2 separate regions of the Canis lupus genome follow, and region 1 is linked to region 2. The links are chromatin contacts, called in public Hi-C maps. All regions are on one chromosome and are shown on one strand. Each heading gives the region's core, a stretch centred on a gene start, on an enhancer-like site or on the middle of the called end of the contact. The rest is flanking DNA. Distances are from core to core; before and after follow the strand shown. Region 1 holds the start of FAM53B (protein FAM53B). Region 2 overlaps FAM53B (protein FAM53B).

What was found. Hi-C and Micro-C count contacts between places; a contact is called where the count stands out from the background.
Region 1: a Hi-C map of blood shows a contact between it and region 2, with 2.2 times the contacts expected there. The contact joins the promoter of FAM53B here to the enhancer-like site in region 2. A contact is called at or near these places in 2 of 9 Hi-C or Micro-C datasets (both in blood).

Annotation. Positions count from the first base shown.
Region 1 is chr28:34,417,826-34,423,294 of UU_Cfam_GSD_1.0, reverse strand. It overlaps FAM53B (protein FAM53B), which reads left to right and starts at 1,913. Exons shown (of 5, transcript XM_038579035.1): 1 at 1,913-1,988.
Region 2 is chr28:34,368,086-34,373,682 of UU_Cfam_GSD_1.0, reverse strand. The region is part of intron 3 of FAM53B (protein FAM53B); the gene reads left to right. Among named protein-coding and RNA genes, the nearest start is that of FAM53B, 50 kb to the left of the region's middle. Within about 2 kb of position 2,177, at least 3 of the 20 cell types and tissues checked have an H3K27ac peak or open chromatin away from gene starts, as enhancers often do. A contact at or near this core is called in blood, where this site is marked.

The sequences.
Region 1 (5,469 bases), core at 664-3,163, 50 kb before region 2:
TGGATGTGGCCCCCCCCCCCCCCCCCCCCCCCCCGCCCATTTTGTTTTCTCCCTTGACCCGATGAACTAGTAATTGTAGGAATAAGCTGAATGTTTGCCAGCAGGAGTCACTCTAGGCTTCCTAATAAAAAGTAAATTAAACTTTATTCTTAAAGCTCTCAAAGGCTGAGGTGACACTGTGATAAGATGGCATTAGGGAAGGTATAGGAGGAGCATTCTCAAATTATCCCTTGTGCCTTTCTTTGTTTAACTTAGGGAGCCTTGCTTGGTTCTCGTTCCTTTCAGAATTGGCCCTTGATAAATTCTTTTAAAGCAATGTTTATGGAAAAGGATATCAGTATCTTTGCATTCTGCTTATTAGCTCATTTTGGTTTTTGTAGGACAAATTGGTTACATCCCACATCATCTACTTGAATGAATAGACACCCATCCTTCTCCTGATTGTTGTTCATCGTAATCTTGCAGAAGAAATCACTAGAGTGAGCCGTAGCTGGTGTGAAAGGAGATGTTAGCTCATGGTTTTCTGAAAAAGAATGGGTCCAGTGTGATGAGAAACTGAAATATTTCAGCAACAGCCATGAAATATAATAGTTTCCCAAGTGCATACAAGCTCAAGAAGTTAATTGTCCATTTATGTTTGATACTGGGATTGAAACATTGGATTAAAACCAATTAAATGTTCCTAGAAGCAACAGAAAAAGTTTCCTGATTTATGAATAGACCCATTCAAATGGGGCAGACACAATCCATGTAAAGTAATGAGGTGTTTTGTTTTTTTGGCAAAGGAGAACACAAAACAGGCATAGGGGAGTTCTTTAAAAAAAAAAAAAAGAAAAGAAAAAAACCTTCTCTTTAAAAATCTCTTTGGATACAAGGTCAATAAAATAACATACACTGGTAGGACGGAGTGATGGGAAATCTAGGGCTTCGCTTCACAAGGGAAACAATCCCCCTCCCCCAGGTGAGCAGTACAATGAAAATACTCTGCTTATTCTATCAGGGTTACATTCCTGAACTTAAGTCAACATCCTAAGTTACAGAACGAAACATGCTCTGCGTCTGCTTAGCAACCACAAATCCTTCCTTCACCAGTTGCATATATTTTGCATGTGGCTTCTGAAGTACACATTCCTTTATTTCGACCAGCGCCTCTAGTTGGGAAACTAGCGCTTTATTTTCCCAAAGTGTGACAAGGCTCGCACAGCCCCCCTCGCTGCCGCCCGGCACGCCGCCGACAAACCTCAAAACCCCACAACCCGGAAGCTGGGCGTCCGAAGTCCACGCGGCCCGGCCCGGCCCGGGGTTTTGTGCCCCGGCTCCTGCGGGGGGCGGGGGCGGGGGCGGCCGCGGGACCCCTGGCTCCGGGCCCGGGCGGTGCGGCGCGGCGCGGCCCGGCCGGCCCGGGGCCCCTTCCCGCGTGCCCTTCCCGCGTCCCGGGGCCTCGCAGGCGCGGGCTCGGCGGGCGGCGGGCGGCGCGGCGCGGCTCGGCTCGGCTCGCAGGACGGCCTCCAGCCCCGCCGGCGGCGCGCCGCGACCCCCCCACTCCCCGCCCACCGGCGGCTGCGCGCACTGCACCCGCGCCCGCCGCCGCCGCCGCCGCCGCCCGGCCCCTGCACGCCGGCCCTGCACGCCCGGCCCCTGCACGCCCGGCCCCTGCACGCCCGGCCCCTGCACGCCGCCGCCGCCGCCAGCCCCGCGGCCGCCCGGGCCCCGCCACGCCGCCCGCGGAGCGCCCGACCCGGACACACGCCTTGCGGGCGGCCGGCCCCACGGCGGCGGCGGGCGCGGCGGGCGCGGGCGGCCCGGCCGGGGCCGGTGAAAGGGACGAGTTGCGAACAGTTCAGGAAGTGACAAGTCGATTTCCTCCTCCCGGGGAGCCGCTCGGTACAAAGCGCTCGGCGCCGGCGGGAGAGCGTGCGCGGCGGCCGTGGCGGTGGCGGCGGCGGCGGCGGCGGCAGCGCGGACCCCAGGCGACCCCGCCGCGCACAGTAAGCGACCGGGCGGCGCGCGGGACCCCGGCGGCCGTGCTGGCCCTGCGTGCCAGGATGCTCATTTTGTTACTTGGAAGTGTCGCCGCTTTCCTTTTTTTTTTTTTCTTTTCTTTTCTTTTCTTTTCTTCCCCCCTGCCTGGTTTCGCGTGGGGTCGGGCGGCTTCTCGGGGCGCTGAGCGTCGGCCCGGGGCGGGCGCGAGACTTGTCAGCGCAGCCGGGGGCGCGGCGGGGCGCGGTCCTGCCTCCGCGGGCTCCGCGCTCCCCCGCGCCGGGACCCGGGGACCCCGGCGCCCCGAAGTTCCCGCACCGTTTGCAGACAACTCTTTTGTTCGCGGAAGTTTGCGTCCGGCACCCCCGGGATGCGGGCGCGCGGCGGCGGGCCCCGCGGCTCCTGGACGGGCCGGGGCGGGGTGGGGGGGGGGGGCGCCTGGCCCGGGGCGGGGGCGGCCGGCGGGGCGGCCGCGGGGGCGGGGTGCGGGGTGCGGGGCGGGCGGAGCGGGGGGCGCCGGCGCGGCTTCGCACATGGCGAGCAGGGCCGCGCTGCACGGGCGCTGCTCGCCTCCCCTTCCTTTCCCGCCGGGAGTGCCTGCTGGCGGGGCCGGGGCGCGCGGGGCGAGGCGCGGGCAGGACCCCCGGAGTTGCTCCCCGGAGTTGCTCCCCGGGGCGTCCCGGGGGACCACGCTGGCGGCGCGGGCCGGGGCGGCGAGGGGGCGGCGAGGCGGCGGCGGGGCGCGCTCTGCTGCTCGGGCCGGTCGCCCCGGGAGCCCCCCGGGGCCGGGCTGCCCGCGTCCGGCCGCCGGGCTCGTTCGCACGCACTGTACTTGGTCCGATGGTGAACAAAGAACAGCGCTTTGCGGCGTTTGATGAATGGGATTCCGCCTCCTATAGGCCACACTCCGAGCCTTCGGTGCGCTGCAGCCCGCGGACCCGGCGGCGGCGGCGGGCGGGCGGGCGGGCGGCCCCTCGGGGGTGCTGCACCCCGGGCCCCCGACCCCGGGGCAGGGCCCGGCCGCCGCCGCCGCCGCCTCGCCTTGCCGCCGCCTCGCCTTGCCGCGGCGGGCGCAGATGGGGCCGGGCCGACGGTGGTTCAACAGGAACAAATGTTTGTTGAATTGTTGGATGGCGGAGACGAGGGGCTGTTCCTATCGACTGCTGCAGGAGCAGGAGCCGGAATGGCATTGTTTATTGGCCTGGGAAGCCGGCGAGCGTCTTGCGCCGCTCGCCTCCGCATTCGCCCGCCTCCAAATGACACACCAGCATGTGGGTTCCCCGCGCTTCCCGCAGGCTGGGAGGGGATCCCGCCCGCTCCAGGCCCTGGGCTCGGTCGAAGGATGTCACCCTGGCGGGAGCGCTTGGGGGGAGGAATGGAGTTAGTAGACCCCGTGAGACTCCCTGTTGCCGATCTGGCCAGACTTTTAGTTTCATTTTAATTTATCCACTTAGCAGTAACTGGTCTCAGTTACAGTTTTGATACTGAGTGGCGGATCTGTGGGGTTTGGGTGTTGTCGGGTGTTGTCGTCGTTCCCACCCCCAGGCTGTGGACAGCTAGATAAACAGAAAACAGCTATTTGTCCCCATTGATAGGCCTGTGTTAGTCTGAGAAGGTTTGACTTTTTTTTTTTTTTTTTTTTTTTTGAGCTCAGGACTGGTTGGTGGCCCTTGACCCGGTGTCTGCACTTGGCTAGGATCTGGATGCTGCCAGCCATCCTGCAAAAGGGAGGAGCATGCTGCTCTAGCTCCTAGGATCTAGAAAAGGAAGGAGAGGCTTGGGACAGGTCTGTTCCCACCCCACCCCCCACCCCCATGCCCCTCCAGAGAAGGAGGCGGTTTTAAGACCAGTTCAAATCATTTTGGCCAGGGACTCACTATTCCCCCCCCCTCCCCCGCTCCCCACCACCCCACCCCGGGAGGTGATCTTGATGTGCAATTATTTTAACATTGAAGACAAGTTTTAAATAAAAGCTGGCAGTACTGGTTGTTGCAGAAGTGGACTTGAATTCCTAAGGCTGGCAGGACAAGTAGAGCCTTCCACAATTGTGATTGATAATGTTTGTAGTCAGTTTCTCCCTTCTGTTTTCAATTTAGGGTATGTCGCGCACGTAGTAGCGTGTTGGAAGTTCATGAAGTTCCTTTAGGAAGAGCTTGAAGATGCCTTCTTGTCATCATAGCGGCTCTGCTTCATTGACATTTTATGGGAAGCCCTGTTGTTATTTCTTAGGCTCTTTCTCTCCACATCTTTCATCTTTCTCGGTTCCCCCTGTTGGTTACTTTGCTCTCCCCTGGCTCTGTGGAAGCCTGATGGGCTGGGTGTCCTTTAAGCGGGTTCCGGGGCAGACGCCTGACCCATGCTGGAAGCTCCGTTAGGGCCAGCCTGCCGCTCTCTTCCCCTGCAGGAGACTGGAGAGGAGAGAGTCTTGTACACCCTGGGAGCTGGCAGCAGAGGACGCCTCGGAGCAGCCTGGAGGTGTACCTTTGCAGTGCTCTTAAGCAGTACGCCTTTCTCCGCCCCTGCTTCTTGCAGGGGGCCCTGAAGACTGAGTGCAGGACCCACTGGCGGACTGTTGAGTTGATGTTTTATCTGGGCAAGTGTGACTTTCCTGAACTGCACACCCTATGGAAACTTTTTGTTCTTGCCCTTAAAAAAGCCTGAAATAAGCAAATACTCAGACCAGCACAACTGCCATCATTACCACCACCACGCACACCTCTCTGATGTGTAATAAAAGAGACCTGCAGGCGTAATTTGTTATGTAATATGCTGATAATACAAGTTTCGGTTTTAGATGGAAACCAGATGTGGAGGGGCTCTCTCTTTAATTGATCCAGCAAGGGGGACACGTTAATAGATTAACTAGCTCTTGCAAACCCTGAAGGTGATTTCTTTTCTTTCTTTCTTTTTTTTTTTTTTATTGTGAGGGGAGAATCCTAAACTTGGGGCTTTTTTAAGTCTCCACCTCCCCCACCCCACCCCTACCCCTAGCTTCTTGCTTTACTGCAGCTGTCCTTTTTGTCAGACTCTTCCTCTCTTGAAAGAACCGGTTTGTTGCCAACATGAAGCACATGGCCGGGTCTGGCTGGGCTCAGCGCAGCTTAACTCTGCTGGGCTCCACGCTCCTCCTCGCCTTGTCCAGCTGCTGCCCTGTCCTCCACCCTACAAAACAGGGCCTGGCTGAGGGACTTGCGTGCTGCAAGGAATGTTGACTGGCCTCCCTCAACTCCTTTCTGAAATGTCTGATCATCCAGGGAGAGTTGCTGTTTAAACTTGCCCGGTGAATACACTTTCCAAAATCATTGACTCTCCTTCTCTGATTAATTTCTGTGTTTGTTTCCTGCCTAACTTTACGAGGGTTCTTTCTACATGGCTGAGTCACCTTTATTATGGCCCAGGGTCGGGGACTGCACTGTAATAGCTGACCCCATTAACAGCAGTTTCATTGCGTGCTGGGATGTGAGCTTTGGAAACAAACCCACAGGCTTA
Region 2 (5,597 bases), core at 928-3,427:
AAACCAGTTGGCTGTGTTGAGCTGTGCGGGACTGAAAGATTTCACTCTGAGATTTGATAGCTTTTGGTCTTTTAACTCCTCTATTATTTGTTGTTGAAAATGGGATGTGATTGCACCTTGTGTGAGAAAGCTGGCATTGGGAGGTGGGACATTGTAGATTTCTCAGAACGAGCTCCTGACCGAGACAGAAGGGGCAGCCACAGCAGCCCCTGAGCTGCTCTGGCAGTTTCTGGTCTCTGCTGCCACTTCCGTCTCTCACGGGTAGCCCTTTGGAATATGATCGTTGGAGAAAGAGATTATGAATCGAAATTGGCCAAAGGGAGCCTTGTTTTCGTTTTTAAAAGTATATCCACATACAGGCATGCAGGTGTGATTTTTTTTTTTGGATTTACTTTTTATTTATTTTCATTTATCATGGGCATACATACATGTGATTTTTTAGTCCCTAAAATAGTTTAAGGTTCGTCCATACAGAGTGCTTTAAATGTTTCCTTGCACCGTGTATTGGTTTCCAACAATGTTTCTGGAATAAAATACAGACGAGAAGTAGGTGCAAAGTGTAGTTGGCACAGGATGGCAGCTTATGGTGACAAGTGAAAAGGGAGCCTCCCAGGCTGCCTTCTCACCTAGGCTGGCCAGCCTTGGGTGGGGGGGCAGGGGGCCACAGTGGTGCCAGAGGACAGGGAATGACAACTGCCAGAGTGGCTTTGGGTACCACCCACCACGGTGCATTGCCAGCTAGAAAGTGGTCAGGTTCTGTGCAGCCTGGCCCCGCGGCGAGGGCGTGGCCTTGGGACTGCAGGCTGTGCTGTTTGCTGGCTGCGCGTCCCTACGTGAGGCGTGACGCCCTTTGGAAGCTCAGGTTCCCCACCGGTAAGACGGGGAGTGCCTTGATGCCCCACAGTTGAGTCGTGTGTGTGGGATGTGTGCTAGTGCTCTCTCCCTGCCTCAACAAGGATCCCAATGGGGTGTTAGTTCGTTAACAGTTAATACACATTTATCAACAATTTTCTGAATAGTTCTCCCAGCTGCCAGTTCTCTTCTCTTGGTAATGGTGCTCAGCTTTGCTGTGTGCATGGGTTCAGAGATGAATCGCAAGCAGGTGCCCATTTCCCAGGCTCTGTATATACCCACAGCCAGGGTGGGAACGCCAGAAGAGACAAGCAGATCTCACCTTTCTGTCCCTTTAGGACGACTGACTCCCTCCACATTTCTGAATGCTCCTGGAGGCTAGGGGTGGTCACCTTGCCTTATGCAGATGGGGAGACTGAGGCCCATGTTTCTTTTTTTTTTTTTTTTTTAATTTTTATTTATTTATGATAGTCACACAGAGAGAGAGAGAGAGGCAGAGACACAGGCAGAGGGAGAAGCAGGCTCCATGCACCGGGAGCCCGACGTGGGATTCGATCCCGGGTCTCCAGGATCGCGCCCTGGGCCAAAGGCAGGCGCCAAACCGCTGCGCCACCCAGGGATCCCGAGGCCCATGTTTCTAATGCTCAGTCTGGTGTGTTTTTTTTACCCCTCTCTACTGTCTGTTGGGGAATCCCACCAAGCCCATTTTTTTTAAGGACAGAGGCTTCCCAGAAGCTGTGGCAGCTGCCATGGGCCACCCCTACCTGGCTGGTGAGGGTAGGGCCCTGATTCCCACTCTGAAGGTTACCAGCCACTCAGGCTTCTTCTAGACCTTCTTGCTTCCGTTGATGGGACTGGTGGAGTGCTGTCTCCAGCCATCCTAATCCCCTGTCCTTGTGCCTTGGCCAAGGAGCTTGGTGTCCTGTGTCACTGTCCTTGAACCCAAGATACAGCTGACGTTTTATTATTCATCATAGTTGAGAGAGCATAACCGGAGGCTAAGGCCTGGTCAGGCAAAGCCAAGAACCCTTTCTTCCTGACACAGCTTAGAACTGAATCTCCATTCTGATGACACAAGAAAAGAGGCACTTGAGTGGGCCAGGGGCTCTAGAGGTTCATTTAGAAATCCGTGATCCCATTGTGGGATAGCAAATGTCATTCTCCTGCATGGTTTCTCCCTATGGCTTAGTAAAGCTGCCTTCTGAAAGATATCTTTCTAGTTTCCCATCGAGAGCGTTAGTGAGCTCCTACCCCCAAAGTCAAGCATAGAGTCTTTGCAGCCCCAAGGCCAAGTTATAGCACAAGCCAACCCACAAGGTAGGGGAGAGAGAATCATCGTCAGCACGAGTAGATAGGTGTGAAGTCCAAGAATGAGTCAGCCGGTCTTGATGGGGCTGGAGACTTGCTACCCAGGCCCAAGAGTCTAACCTCTTGGGTGTGTGCTTTAGGGTGCTTAACCTTTTCTAGAAACCACATTCTGTTGTGGTTCTGTCACCATATGGCAGCCGGTAACAACACAGCACACACGTTTCCAGGGCTGTAAATCTCTTCTAGCTTTTGAACCGAAGAAGGCTGTAGTCCCCTAAGAATCTGGGCCCCTGGGAATTTCCCTTCAAGTTTAAGGGTAGAAATGGAAACAACATTTGAAGTCAGATGCTATTTGTGCTCCTCCAAGTGTTTTCTTTCCTGGAGCCCTAGATCTGCAAACCCAGCTGCCTTCTGCCCTTCATGGTCAAGGTGTGGCAGGACCAGTGCCTTGTGAGTGGGGGCTGGTGGTGGTGCGGATCTGGGCTTTTCCCGTGCCCCCCAGAGGCTTCAAGCTTAGATATCAAGCCTCAGCTTTGAAAGGCCCCTCGAGGTCACCTAGTCAGGCCATCTGTGAGAGAACGATGTGGTTTGATGCTTTTGTGTGAGTTTGTGTGGTTTGTCCTACCATCTCGAGGTAGAGCCTTGGGTGTGTTTACCTTACACACACACCTCCTGTGAACCATGTCAAACTTTGAAGATAGGCTCAACTGCGTATGGAGCAGCTTCAGAGGAGCAGGGACTATAGGGAGCGTGTGTGGCCGGTGCCCTCATCCACCAGAGGCCTGGTGTCGGCTGGTGTCGGCGGGACGCCTCAGACTCTCCCCCTGGCTTCCAGTGCTGTGCAGCTTGGGGCCCCCACCTCCTGCTGTGAGAAAGGGCCTTCCAAGTGCCTGAAGGGTAAAAGGTTGCCTTGCCTTCTCTAAGGCTCTACTTCTTGTTACTGGCTGGAAACAAAACAAATACCAAAGCAACAACTTTTAATGATACTCTGAATCCAAATTTATAGAAAGTGGAATGTCAAGCCTCAGGAAGTGTCCTGGGTATGGCTAGATGGCCCGAGTGAATGGCCACTCTGACGAAGGTGTGTGAGAACCCAGGCCCCTGTGTCTCCTGTAGGAGTGGTTCTCAAAAATAACCCGAGGAGCTTATTTCAGTGCAGATTCCTGCCCCTAGAGATTCTGTATACTGAGTCAGGGGCTGCGTTGAACCAAGGGTGGTTCCTGCCAATCCAAGGGTCCTAAATAAAACCACACTGAGGTGGCCTGCACTGTGGTTTAGAGCGTACAGGTTCCCACTCCAGCCAGACCCACAAAGCGTGGTACCTAGTGATCGAAGAGCTGAGCCCCAGCTGTAGGCACATCGTCCAACACTGTCGTCCTAGTTGTGGTGCGGCTGCTGGCAGAGCCTGCTGTGCCCTCACAGGCCCTGTACCAAGCAACTGTTTGGTTCTTAGAATAGCTCTGCGAGGTCGTTACTGTCACCCTCGGTTTATAGACAAGAGAACTGAGGCTCTGAGGAATTAAAGTGACTTGCAGAGCTGAGGTTGAAACCCACGTCCACACCCTTTCCACCATCCCATGTGACCCCTGCTCAGTGGACTCCCCAGGTCCGTGGCCATTGTCACTTCTGAAAGAGTTATAGCTGTCTGTGCAGAGTGATATTGAATGGAGGGGCGGGGGTGTCCAGTATCCTCTCCTCGGAGCCCTGCCGAGGCCCTTTGTCCCGTGTGACGTCAGGGCCAGAAGTTCGAGGCTGTTTGCCATTAAAAAGTAGCTTCTATTCCTGTTTCTTTTGTCTGGTGACCTGACCCAGCAAATCACTTTCTGTTCCCTGAGCAAAGGGGGGAAAACACGAGGGCTAAACATAGCCTCGATTGTTTTTTACTTTTCTTATATTGTACTTCTTCAAGCGATAAAGATAGTAACAATTAATATATTATCTGCCCCTCAGACAGACCAAGTGGCCACCTGGCTGGTGTGGACACACAGTAGCAGCACTCAGTGTTGAATGAGGCTTTGTGTTTCCAGAGCATCTTAGACATCATACCACTAGCCAGACCCTGGGTTGCTTCACCTGTAACTATCCATGGCCTCCACAAAGCAGGAAGGTTGAAGGCAGAGTCCCGAGGTTGCACCTGCCTGGCCAAGGAAAGGTTACTGGTGCCAAGGATAAAAGACAAGTGAGACCAAATGAACACCCCGGGCCTGCCCTGCAGCTTTTATCTGTGCATTACCCACTCCTTCCTCTACCCACCTCTGGCTAAGGTCAGCTGTGTGCCAGGCTCCATGCTGGGCACTGAGGGGCCATGCTGGGTCTGTGCTCGAGGGCTGTGGCTCAGTGGAAGCAGACCTGTAAACGGATAATTTAGGTTCAGGTGACATCTGAGCCATAAGATTGAAAATCAGGCAAAGAGCTGTGGGCTAATGTGGAGAAGGCATGTCTACAGAAAGGGTGATGTTTGACTTGCCTCTTAAATGATGAGGAAGAGACCTTCGCTGGAAGGATAAAGCAAGAGAAGAACAGTCCAGGCCTTTGCAAAGGTGTAAGGATGTAAAAGAGCTAGTGTTTTTGCGGCAGCTGCCGATTCACTGCAGACACGTTGCTTTCGCATTGAACTGGTGGACCTGGTTGAGAACTGACTCTTAATCGTCCCTACAGCGAAGGAGTCTTACTGTTAGAGTCATAGAGGCTTACCCTTCAGTGGCGTGGCCCCCGCAGGCGAGCAGGAGCACGTTAGGGTTAGCCGTCCAACCCCAGTCCCCTCTGGGGATCTGACAGCCACCCTAAACACAGAACTCCCACCTCCTGTGTGCTCCTGCAGCTGCTTCATTAGTCTTCCGTTTTATGAAGAAGACTCTTCAGGACAAATGAGGAGTGTGCTTTATGGGCTGTTTGAGGGATGGTTTGGACTCTCCCTACCTCTTGTCTGACTGCTGATGTCACAGGAAGTCCTCTGTGTCCCGAGTAGAGGGTCTGGATGGCAGCCTAGAAGGTTTGCGTTCTTTCTGTGAGGCCACGGCAGCTGCAGTGGGGACAGAGCACGACAGGCATGGGCCTCAGGAAGTTCTCTGGGAGCAGTGAGTGGGTGAGCCTGGATGAGGGAGCCTGAGGGGTCCTGTCACGAAGCACCGAGATCACGAGATGGCCACAGAGGAGGAAGGGCACTGCCCGATGAGAGGGACTGAATCTTCGGGCCCCCGTTCTCATTACTTCCCTGGATTTGGGGACAGTTCCAGGGCAGCAAAGATCTTCTGAGGGTGGGATCAGTTCTTTTTCATTTCATGGGTTCCCCAAGGCCTGGGACAGAGACTGTCCTTAGTAAGCAGGGTCACTGTGGCACCATGTTGGGGCCTCACTGCTCTGTGGCTGGGCCCGCTGGCTCCCTCCTCAGTCAGCCACATTCCTGGCCCGCCTGACGCCTCCATGCCTTGTCCCAA